Regions from separate parts of the Sus scrofa genome. Here regions 1, 2 and 3 are each linked to region 4. Evidence: chromatin contacts called from public HiChIP or PLAC-seq data. All regions are on one chromosome and are shown on one strand. Each heading gives the region's core, a stretch centred on a gene start, on an enhancer-like site or on the middle of the called end of the contact. The rest is flanking DNA. Distances are from core to core; before and after follow the strand shown.

What was found. HiChIP or PLAC-seq counts read pairs in DNA pulled down with a chosen protein or histone mark.
Region 1: an H3K27ac HiChIP or PLAC-seq map of alveolar macrophages shows a contact between it and region 4. The contact joins two enhancer-like sites. A contact is called at or near these places in 2 of 47 Hi-C or Micro-C datasets (alveolar macrophages and embryonic fibroblasts) and 1 of 2 datasets of contacts at active chromatin or transcription factors (alveolar macrophages).
Region 2: an H3K27ac HiChIP or PLAC-seq map of alveolar macrophages shows a contact between it and region 4. The contact joins two enhancer-like sites. A contact is called at or near these places in 1 of 47 Hi-C or Micro-C datasets (embryonic fibroblasts) and 1 of 2 datasets of contacts at active chromatin or transcription factors (alveolar macrophages).
Region 3: an H3K27ac HiChIP or PLAC-seq map of alveolar macrophages shows a contact between it and region 4. The contact joins two enhancer-like sites. A contact is called at or near these places in 1 of 47 Hi-C or Micro-C datasets (alveolar macrophages) and 1 of 2 datasets of contacts at active chromatin or transcription factors (alveolar macrophages).

Annotation. Positions count from the first base shown.
Region 1 is chr14:2,257,622-2,260,477 of Sscrofa11.1, reverse strand. No RefSeq gene overlaps it. Among named protein-coding and RNA genes, the nearest start is that of SYK, 160 kb to the right of the region's middle. Within about 2 kb of position 1,582, at least 35 of the 83 cell types and tissues checked have an H3K27ac peak or open chromatin away from gene starts, as enhancers often do. A contact at or near this core is called in alveolar macrophages, where this site is marked.
Region 2 is chr14:2,385,002-2,387,846 of Sscrofa11.1, reverse strand. No RefSeq gene overlaps it. Among named protein-coding and RNA genes, the nearest start is that of AUH, 160 kb to the left of the region's middle. Within about 2 kb of position 1,591, at least 32 of the 83 cell types and tissues checked have an H3K27ac peak or open chromatin away from gene starts, as enhancers often do. A contact at or near this core is called in alveolar macrophages, where this site is marked.
Region 3 is chr14:2,276,220-2,279,145 of Sscrofa11.1, reverse strand. No RefSeq gene overlaps it. Among named protein-coding and RNA genes, the nearest start is that of SYK, 170 kb to the right of the region's middle. Within about 2 kb of position 1,590, at least 12 of the 83 cell types and tissues checked have an H3K27ac peak or open chromatin away from gene starts, as enhancers often do. A contact at or near this core is called in alveolar macrophages, where this site is marked.
Region 4 is chr14:2,683,151-2,685,906 of Sscrofa11.1, reverse strand. No RefSeq gene overlaps it. Among named protein-coding and RNA genes, the nearest start is that of NFIL3, 81 kb to the right of the region's middle. Within about 2 kb of position 1,281, at least 14 of the 83 cell types and tissues checked have an H3K27ac peak or open chromatin away from gene starts, as enhancers often do. A contact at or near this core is called in alveolar macrophages, where this site is marked.

The sequences.
Region 1 (2,856 bases), core at 333-2,832, 430 kb after region 4:
GTTGGATGTTTAGGAAGCCCTGAGAAAGGGAAGGTGGAGAAATTCTGCCCCTGTCAGTTCCGACCAAAGGAGTGGCTGGTGGTCCCGGATGGACTGTGTGGGTAGCACACCTTTGGTCCTGAGGAATATAAGAGGCCAAGAAAAGACTCTGTGTACCCTGACATGACAGGAAGAAAGCGGTGGCATACAACTCCTGTTCATGAGAAGAGGGATGTGTGACCCTGGGCAGCCTGACAGCCTGGACCCTTCTGGAGGGTATTAGGGCCAGCCCACGGGGCACTTTGTGACAGTGTAGCAACCTGCCACTGGGCTGGCCCAAGTCCCCCCAGACAGATGTCAGAGGTACTTTATGTTCCAGAGAGTAGGGGACTCTGGGTCTTAGGTCTGTGCTGACCCAAGACAGCTAGACTTGGGGCATGGGGTAGTGTGGGGCATGGGGTGGTCTCACCTAGGACCCAAGTATGTGTATGTTTGTATGAATGTATGTGGGTATGTGTAAGTGTGTGTGTGTGCACATGTGTGTGTGAAGCGATATGTTAGCATGTGTATACATGTGTGTGTGTAGGGGTGAGTGTGTGATTGTGTGCCAGTGAGAGTGTATATGCATGCATTTTTGTGTGTATGATGTTGTGAGTGTATGTACGTGGGTGTGAGTGTTTGCCTGGGAGTCATATGTGAGCAGGTGTGTTTGGATGTTTGTGAGTGTATATGGTGGTGCGAGGGTGGGCATGTGTTTGTGCTAATGTGTGTGAGTGTGTGTGTCAGTGATGGCTGCCCTGGGTGGGCAGGATCTGGCCTTATAGGCACAGGACCACTCTGCGAGGGGAGGGTGCCATTCTTTCATTGTCCTGATGGTGCCTGACACTTGGGCTCCCCACATTTTCGCAGGTGCTCCATGAGCTCGTCAACATCTGCCCAAAGCATCACAGTTAACAGAGGAGAAGCCCCAGCAAGCCAGAGGGGCTGGTACCCCCGTCCATCACTGCATCCCACACCCAGGGGAGACCTGGGAAAGAAGGCGGACCCCCAGCAACCAGGGAGGGAGAAGATTCCAGAAGAAGGGGGCAGAGGAAGTAGAAAGCTGCCCTGACTCCTGTAAATATTTGCTCTCCTTGAACCACGTCGGTTCTCAAGTGTTTCCTCCAACATCTGATCTGTCAGATCACACGCTCGTGTATGCATCTGATTTTCAGCTTCTCCTTTTCAACGAAGCCTGAAGGCGGTGGACCTCCCCTGCTAGGGACACAACTTAGTGAGCACTGGACAGCGCACATGTGCACAAACTCTTTTCCTTCATGAGCTGTCAGCAGTTCCCCTAAATGAATCATCAAACCGGTCTGAAATTCTTTAGTACAGAGGACTTTTTGTAATCCTCTGGAGACTGTGGGTGTGTGTCTTTTGCCCTAAGTACATGCACACACACACGTACACCCTCTTACGCTCTCACACATACAACACAGGCTCACATCTTTTCCTTTCGGGCTGTCATTTGCGCGTGGATCTGAAGATACTTTTGTCGTGACAATGAAGAATCACGTTAAGCTTCAATCAGATCCCGTTTCTCTTTTACAGGACTGCCTTTGCCCCTGTGAGGAGGACCTCAGCTGGGACTCGTGTGGGGGTGCACTGCGGTGGTGAACGGAGCGCCTTCCTGTGGGGGTTGCTGCCACTCAGAAATACAGAAATAACAGAGCAGGCGTGGGGTCATTTTGTTGGCAAGCAAGCCCTGGGTCCCAGCTCTGCAGCACCCCCGTCCCTCCCGAGGCTGGGCTGATGGACTTCATGGCTGTGCTTGCTGACTCTGCCCGCCACCCCCTTGTTTGCGAAAGTCCGGCTTGAATGCCCCACGTGTGAGTCATCGCCAAACGTCTTACATCACTCAGCTTCCTTTGAACTTCTGTTCATTTATTAGCCGCCCCCCCCCCCCTTTCTTGAACTTGTTGTGTGTAAGCGTATTGCCTGTTTCTGAATGTTTTCATCCTGAGATACCAGACTGCTGTGGGGTGTTGTTCCTATATCCATTAAAATGCCATGATGGGGGGTAACGCAGTGGAGAAGGACCAAGAGTCCCAAACTCCAGGGAAGACTCTGGCAGAAACGTACCCAGCCTGTAATTTCAGTCTGTTTTATGTCCCTCTCCTCATTTGCTTAAGACCCAATGCTTGTGTGACGTAGAGACCTTACATGTCTCCTTCACTGAGATGAAGGGTTCCCTGCATGCCTGCAGGGAACGTCAGGGTTATTAAGAGAACGAGAGGAAGAATGACAAGGAAATGACATTGTGTCTAGGTGTGTTTCTCTAAATCCACTGAAAACAGTATTCTCTGAACCTGTTCCCTCTTCCCACTTGCTGAGCGTGAGAGCAGGGGCTGTATTTACAAGTCCTGCGAGTGGCGCTGTCCAGCTTCTTCGTCCGGCCCAAGTGGGTGGACTGCAGGCTGGTGGGGCTGGACCATGTGGCCAAGTGCCAGCACCATCACCTGTAGTCTTGTTTGCTGATTAGACTGTCACAGAGCGTCCGGGACACCCCAGATGAAGGCTGCGTTCTTGGTTCTTGGGTGAGCAGGAGCCTCGCAGGGGATGAAGTGTGTGCAGTGTTGAATGACTGCCCCCAAGTGTCCTTCTGCGGGAGAGGAGTGCAAGAAGGCAGCCTGCTGCTGCCTCCCCTGGGAGAGGGCCTCTGTGGGTGGGGAGCGTGCAGAGAAGACCCGGGAGAAGGATGCTGTGTTGTGAGAGCTCAGTGGGAGCTTGACCATTGGAGGACCGCTTTGGAAAAGCAAGGAGCCCTGGCCATGCTTCTAGAACACAGCCAGGTGTCAAAAGTCTGCTCTCCCTTGTCAGACAAGCATTGTCACT
Region 2 (2,845 bases), core at 342-2,841, 300 kb after region 4:
TGCTCCTTGGATTATTGCAAGCTTTTGGCTGCATTCCAGGGTTCTGTATATGCTGATTTTGACCATTATTGCTTATACAAAGGAGCAGATTTTTGGAGCTTTTTCACCTCATCATTCCCACTGGTTTTACTCACCTAGCTGATTTTAATGCAGCTCTGCCTATCATTTACCTTATTCATAAATAAGGTATTCAGAGTAGATTTCTGACTTTGGGTACATCAGAACTGATGTCTATTAAATAAACTAATGTTAATTGAATCACAGTAAGAGAACAGTATAATATATTAATCATTAAGTATTGATATTAATATTATTAATATATTATTATTATTACAGGACAAAATAATTGCAATCAAAATGTAAAATGTATTTGCAGTCAAAAAGATAGGGTTTACTGCTGTGTTATCTTTCAAATATTGCCCTGAAGAGGAACCCCGGGAACAGAAATTTCCTGCTCCAGCTGAGGCTGCACCTGCGTGGTCATGAGATTGGCTTGGTCTGTGGAGAATTTCAGGGGTTAAACTGAGCGCCATAGCCATAGTTCAAAGCAAATCAATCCATAAATGCTGAGTTCCCAAAGTAAAAATCAAAAGTTAATTATCAAAATCCTAGCCTTTATAAATGCTTTTATGTTGTAGAAGAAGTACAAATTTTTCTTCCCTGGTGTTAAATTCATGTCCCATTGTTGGACATGAAGACTATGACGACAAAACAGTTTATTAACTTTAACTTGTCAGATCTTTGGGCAGGATTTCAAATATAGTAAGAGTCAGCTCGTGATGGAAGATGAAAAAAGAGAAAAAAGTAAAATGAAAATAATCAGAATGAAGTTTGATGATTGATTATTTCCAATATAGCTTAAGGGACCAGATAGATTCTAGTTGGTTACCAGAATGTCTCATTGGCCCTGTTACATTTCAGAGGAAGTTTTCAGGGAAGGTGTTGTTGAGAACAATGGGTAGATATTCCAGAGTCCTCCCCCCCCACTGGCAATGGCAACGCTCAGAGCTCAAACACAGTGGCCATTGTTGCGAACATGGCTAATCACCGATACGCTCCACTGGAGTCTGTGTTGATATTACCAAAAACAGTTTATGCTACACAGACTCTTTATTCATGTAACAATTACAGCCTATTTGTCTTGGGTATTTCGCAACTGTTCTTGTTGGATAACACTGGCAAGCTTAAGTAATAGTTTCTTGCTAACATTATTGCTCAAGAACATCAAACATGATGCATTGAGTTTTCGTGTGTGATGCGTCTGTCTTTGGCTTCGGGCGTCTTTGACCTTTTCCTTTTTTTATGTATCAAATAATCTGATGGTGGGGTTCTGCCTATTGTTTCTAACACAAATGCCAGGAACCACTTGAGCAAACTTTTTGATTTCAGTTTTAATGGGTAGTTTTGACGATGATCAAGCGTAACACGTCCCAGCCAGCCACAACGCTGTGCCAGAAACCAGGGACTTCAAAGAGTCTTCTTTGTAGAACTCCAAAGGAACTGAAATTTCTGTTTCTCCATATCGTCCAACTTAATTGTTGGCAAAAAGGGACTGTTGGCAGGAAGCACACATCACGTGGTTCCAGTTCTGCTTCAGCAAAGGGCAATAGGAGGCAAGAACCCTGCCCTGCATCATGCAGCCGTGGGCTCTGATCCCCTGACACGTGCTTCAAAACACATTATGCAATAGGACTGATTAATGACTGCTTGCATAAGAGGTTTTTCATTTCCCCAAATGCAAGCATCCTGGGAATGATTAACTTTGTGACATAACTCTCATCACACAACTATGGAAGATTGAAACAGAGCTTCAAGATAATGTGCTTCAGAAATAACCAAATGCATTTTAGCTTCTTAATGGGTACATGATTAACAGCTTTTTTATTGCCACTGGGTAAAATAGAGAAACCTACTTGGGATTTTTGTTCAGAGCGGGAATTTCATGAGATGGGCTCATGCATGAACACTCTGCTATTGCATTTTAATTTTACCTTTGCATATTCTAATTTGATGTGAAAAATCTCAGATCTATTTTGCGATGACCCATCTTGTGAGCTAAAGATTGAACATATGTTACTTTTATTAAACATTTTTGGGTCAAAGAGCTCTGCCTCTCACATCCCCAAGCATGTTAGAGAGTTCCCATGATGGTTGTTATTGATTGCCTGCAACTGAAAAGGTTTGCATTTTATTCAAGATTTTCAAATCTTAGTTGAGGATGGTCTGAGATGCTTGGTGTGTTAGGGCTCTTCGGGGTGGGTGGCAGGAAATCAACCAAAGCGGTTTGGGCACAAGGGAGTTTCGTGACTCTCAGTGTGGAACTCTGACAGGACAGGGGAGCAGCATTCACAGGGCCCCCAGGAACCAGGGGCCCAGGGCTGTAGGGACAACACTCCATTTCTCATAACATGTTCTCTGCCATGTGGCTTCATCCTCTGAGCCTGATCCTAGGGCCTGGCTTCATCTGATGGCAGATCCCAGCTGCCTGCCTCAGCACCAGGGAGGATAGGAAACTTCACTCAGTTCTAAGTCAAAAGAAAGAAAGAAAGAAAAGAAAAGAAAGAAAGGAATGAAGGAAGGAAGGAAGGAAGGAAGGAAGGAAGGAAGGAAGGAAGGAAGAAAGAAAGAAAGAAAGAAAGAAAGAAAGGAAGGAAGAAAAAGAAATGAGTTCCCGACATGGCGCAGTGGAAACAATCCAGCTAGGAACGATGAGGTTGAGGGTTCAATCCCTGGCCTTGCTCAGTGGGTTAAGGATCCAGCTGTGCCATGCGCTGAGATGAGGCTTGGATCTGGCGTTGCTGTGGCTGTGGTGTAGGCCGGCAGCTACAGCTCTGATTCAACCCCT
Region 3 (2,926 bases), core at 341-2,840, 410 kb after region 4:
GGCCGAGGGACATCCCCAGAAAGGGAATAAGTTGGAATCGTTGGAATGCTGAGTGTCTTGTTGAGATCCAGGCAGTCTGATGGTCGTTTCTAAAAACACGATGCTCCCCCAGCTTGCCTCACTCCCCAGTCATTCCTAGAAGAGACCCCAATAATAGCAGAATGTTCCTATTGCCTCGGTAAGCCCACCCCTTCCCAAGGACATGATGTTGCTGGACAGTCAGACTTTGGCATCGTTTTCAAATCTCTGGGGAAGACAAAACCAAGTGGTCCATGCTGTTAATCCATACCTCAAGACTTGACTTTTTTTCTCCTCTGAGATTTAATTTTTACTTTTCAAAAATGTTTCAAGTGTGTCCGATGTTCAATGTTGTGTCAATTTCTGCTGTACAGCCAAGTCAAGACTTGACTTTAATTTAGAGGCCATGAGAATATTTTCTGACACCCACTTGCATGTTTTAGTAGTCATGTGGCCTGTTTTTCTTCCTCAGCTATAACTGACAAGCCTATAACCTGAGATTTGGATAATTGCCAGTGGAAATTAAGAAAACAAAAAAAAGAGGAGTAAGTTGGCACTATGCCCCATAAAATGATTTCACAAGTAGTGGGTCTGCTTGCTCAATGAAACAGTTCTTCTTATAACCAGTCATTACTGATTCCCACTTACTGCTCTTGCGGTTTTGGAAAAGAGTTCTTACTTATCTTTTCCATGTTCTACGCAATAACATCTTTTAGCTCGCCCTCAATGCTCCCTTTGGATGGCCAACCTTAGGTTTCGGACATTAATTTTGTGTTATTTCACTGTCATGATCACTACTAACGTTGTGATATTTGTCTTTTATTTGTTCCTCTGCATTTATATCAACAGTTTTAAACAAAAGTGTCAGCATACTGTATGGGTAGTTTAATATTCTGCCTTATTTCCTCAGCATTTCATTGTGAGACTCTTCCTATGGCTCCCAGACCCTCAACATACCAGTTTTGTGCATCATAGAATATTTTTTATAGTATTATACTGGACCACTGGTCATCATGTATTTGGCCATCTTGTATTTTTAAAAATTATTTTATTGAGGTATGGTTGATTTACAATGTGTTACTTTCTGCTGTGGAGCAAAGTGATTCAGTTATATATATGTATGTATATATATACTTTCTCATATTCTTTCCCATTATGGTCTATCACAGGATACTGAATATGCTTCCCTGTGCTATGTAGTTGGACCCTGTTTTTCATCCATCCTGTATATAACAATTTGCCTCTGCTAACCCCAAACTCCCAAGCCATCCCTCCCCAGCTTCTCCTTCCCCTTGACAACCACAAGTCTGTACTCTATGTATTTTCTGACATTTAAGTTGTGGCTAAAATTATACTATTATAATGTAAAGCTACGAGGAATCTCATTTGATACAAGTTTTTAGATGTCAGGACCATCTAGGCTTGAGTTAACAATAACCTCAAAATCTCAGTGGCTTAAGGTAGCAAAATGTTGTTTCTTGTTCACTTTTAAATGGAACCAAGGCTGGCCAGGAGCTCCATTCCACAAAGTCACTCTGTCCTAGAGGCAAAAGCAACACCAGCACTGCCACCAGCCTTCCAGGGTTCGGCAGGGCACAAAGTGAATGGGGAGCTCCCCCTGGCCTTCTGCGTTGAGCAGGGAAGTGAAACTCATCACTTCCGTTCACAGCCTTGGCTCCCAGCCAAGGAGGTGGTTTGTAACCTTTGACGAGCCCAAAGGAGAAGAGAGCAGGATGTGTGCAGGCAATTTTAATAGCTCCCCCCCACCCCCGTACAAGTGGATGACTTATTTAGGATACATGTCTTAACGAAGGGAGTTATTGGGTTTTGCCACCTTTTTTTTTTTTTTCCTAAGAATCTTATAACATTTTTATCATACCATCAGCTTTTTTTTGTCCCTGAAAAGCCCAAATGTTATCATTTTTTACTCTTTGCTGATCTAAGAGTTGAGAAATGCTGTCTCATTGTTTTTCAACTTGTGTTTCTTTCATTACTGTTGGGAGCAGAACTTTTCTCATCTGTTTATTATTCATTTTTAGTTTTGCAAGAGGCTCATAGGTGAACAACAACAAAAAATAACCTGAAAATTCTCTGAGCCTCCCTGGCCCACTTCATCTCTGGAATTTAAAATGCTTTAAAAGCCCTATCAGAATGACCCTGCCGCTCAGCTCACTGTTTTTCTCCTGATGGTAATTTGAACCTAAAAAAAAAAAAAAAAAAAATTCTTTTTGTTTCTAACAGGAACTCTTTTTTTTTTTTTTTTTAAATCTTTTTAGGGCCACACCTGCGGCATAGGGAGATTCCCAGGCTAGGGGTTGAACTGGAGCTACAGCTGCAAGCCTGCACTACAGCCATAGCAATGCCAGATCTGAGCTGCATCTGTGACCTACACCACAGCTCACAGCAACACCAGATCCTTAACCCAGTGATGGAGGCCAGGGATCGAACCTGCAACCTCATGCTTCCTAGTCGGATTCATTTCCATTGCACCATGAGGGGAACTCCTCCAACAGGAACTCTTATCCCTTACTTGTGGGAATGCAAAATGGTGCAGCCTTTTTGGAAAATAGTTGGGCAGTTTCTTACAAAATTAAATATACTCTTACCATATGATCCAGTCATAACACTCCTCAGTATTTAGCCAAAGAAGTTGAAAACTTCTTTCTACACAAAAAGCTGCACATAGATGTTTATAGCAATATAACATAACTATATTTATCACTGTCCAAACTTGGAAGCAACTGAGATGTCTTTCAGGTTAAATAAACTGTGTTACAACTAGATAATCAGCATTAAAAAGAAATGTGCCACCAAGCCTTGTTCCCATTGACCTCTCCCTCACCTTGCTCCTTTAGACCTAAAGGCACCTACATTTATTAGCCCCCCATTGTTTTCCTTTAACTCTTGT
Region 4 (2,756 bases), core at 32-2,531:
ATTTAACCAGCTGTCCCAATAATGTTCTTTAGCACAAAAGGATAAAAGTCTCCTGGTCCAGGTCACACATGGCGTTTAGTTATCTTGTCCCTTCAGTCTCCTTTAATCTGAAATCATTCTCAGTTTTTCACAAGATTGATAGTTTTGAGGAATATAAGCCAGTTATTTGTAAAATGTCCCTCAGTCTGGGTTTAAAGAATGAATGGGAGTTCCCGTCGTGGCGTAGTGGTTAACGAATCTGACTAGGAACCATGAGGTTGCGGGTTCGGTCCCTGCCCTTGCTCAGTGGGTTAACGATCCGGCGTTGCCGTGAGCTGTGGTGTGGGTTGCAGACGCAGCTCGGATCCCGTGTTGCTGTGGCTCTGGCGTAGGCCGGTGGCTACAGCTCCGATTAGACCCCTAGCCTGGCAACCTCCATATGCCGCGGGAGCGGCCCAAGAAATAGCAACAACAACAACAACAACAACAAGACAAAAGACAAAAGACAAAAAAAAAAAAAAAGAATGAATGAATTAAAAAGTCACCTTTCGGCAATGACCACGGTAATAATGGATCCAGACAACCACCAATCAACGCAAGAACTAGTGAATGCGAGTGTGATGAGCGAACAGGATTAAATCCATCATCTTGACACACTTTCCCATGTTTGTTTTTTTTTTTCTGTCTCTTTAGGGCCGTGCCCACAGCATATGGAATTTCTCAGGCTAGGGGTCGAATAGGAGCTGTGGCTGCCAGCCTCGGCTACAGCCACAGCAACTTGGCGTCTGAGCTGTGTCTGTGACCTACACCACAGCTCACAGCAAAGCCGGATCCTTAAGCCACTGAGCAAGGCCAGGGACCAGACCCGCATGGTTCATGACCACCGAGCCACGATGGAAACTCCCCCACCAAATGCTTGTTGATTACAAAGGAGAAAACAGTAGCTTCAGAGCAGGGAGGCCTGGCCCACCCCACCTTCACTGGGCGATCAAAGTCAACTGCAGCAATAGTGGGACAGACTGACTTCAGGCGCCTCTGATCTGATGAGCTGAGACCAGCTCAGCATTTTACGTCTGTGGTATTCCCACCAAAAACTCCTAACCTCAATCTGTCACGAACACCCCACTGAGCACATCAGAATGTTAACCCAACGTGAGGAAAGAGAAGCATGGGCTCTTTACAGATGAGAGACGTTCCCAGGGGACCCCATTTACAGCCTGGCGCTTCCGAACCTTCCCTGGCTCTGCCTGACTGCCTAAGGCTCTTCCTCTAAACTCAAGAGGAACTTGCCAGCCCACTTATTTCCCAACAATCCTCAGCTTTAGCCCTTTGTTTCACATCCTCCTTTTCCCGCAGAGGCTCGAAAACCATCAAAGGCTTTGAGTTTAGCGTCAAAGCTGCCTCATGGTCAGCGTCATCCTTGACCCCTAACTCAGCTTCCTCCGTGGATCCTCAGGCCTGGGTGCTGTGGCCCTCGTGTTCAACCCTCCTGTGTCCCCTCCCCAGCTTAACGTGGGCTCTGTGTATGGGCCTTGGGTCAGGACAGCAGCCTCATCCCATGGTTGAGTGACAACACCTCACTTTCTCCGTTTTCTCATCTGCTCAATGGGTGCACTGGTAGAGCTGCCGAGAATATAGGACAGAAGAATATTTATAAAATGCTCCTTGTGGAGTTCAGCATATAGAAAACTTGCAGTCAGTATTAGCGTTAATCATTATTACCGTAGTGGGCGTTTAAGCATGCATACTCTGGATCCAAACGGCCTGGTGCATCCTAGCTTGATGTCCATGTCCCGGGCAAATGATGTAGCCTCTGTTCAGAAATGGCTACAGGGATGAAATGAACAGTGCCCATCACCTTGTATAAGTTACGCAAATTTTGGCTGTTCTTTTTCTTCTTATTTTCTCTTTTCCTTTTTGAAAATCTTGTATCTGGGAGTTCCTATTGTGGCTCAGTAGGTTAAGGACCTGACATTGTCTTTGTGAGGATGCAGGTTCCACCCCTGGCCTTGGTCAGTGGGTTAAAGGACCCAGCGTTGGAGTTCCCATTGTGGCTCAGTGGGTTACAAACCTGACTAGTAGCCATGAGGATGAGGGTTCAATCCCTGGCCTTGCTCAGTGAGTTAGGGATCCAGCGTTGCCGAAAGCTGTGGTGTAGGTCACTGGTGAGGCTCGGATCCGAGGTTGCTGTTGCTGTAGTTGAGGCACAGGCCTCAGATGCAGCTCCGATTTAACCCTTAGCCTGGAAACTTCTGTATGCTGAGGGTATGGCCCCATGAAGACAAAAAAACAAAACAAAACAAAACAAAACAACGAAAAAACAAAAGACTCAAGAGTTTCCAAAAGCTACAGCACTGATTTGTTCTCTACCCTGGGAAAGTCCATGTGTTGCAGGTGCTGCCTAAGGGAAAATAAAAGCTTATATTTGGATAAGACTTCTGAGTTTGACATGAACTCTCTTATTTTGATGCTAATCCTCACTAGAGTAAGAAAGGAAATTTATCATTATCTCCATTTTATGGACAAGAGGACTGAAGTTAGGGAAATTAAACTAGCTCAGCAAAAACACACACCTGCAAATAGCAAAGCAGGACATTGATCCCAGGTCTTGGACACAAGCATGCTATTCTTTACAGCATTCATTTTCCCAAAAACTATTGATGAAACAGTATGTGCCAAGTGCTGTGCCAAGCACTGAGGATGCAAAGCCTCTGAGTTAGAGGAAGTGCATGAGAAAAAGAGACGGGTCCTGTGTTACAGGGTCCAGTGCAGCACCC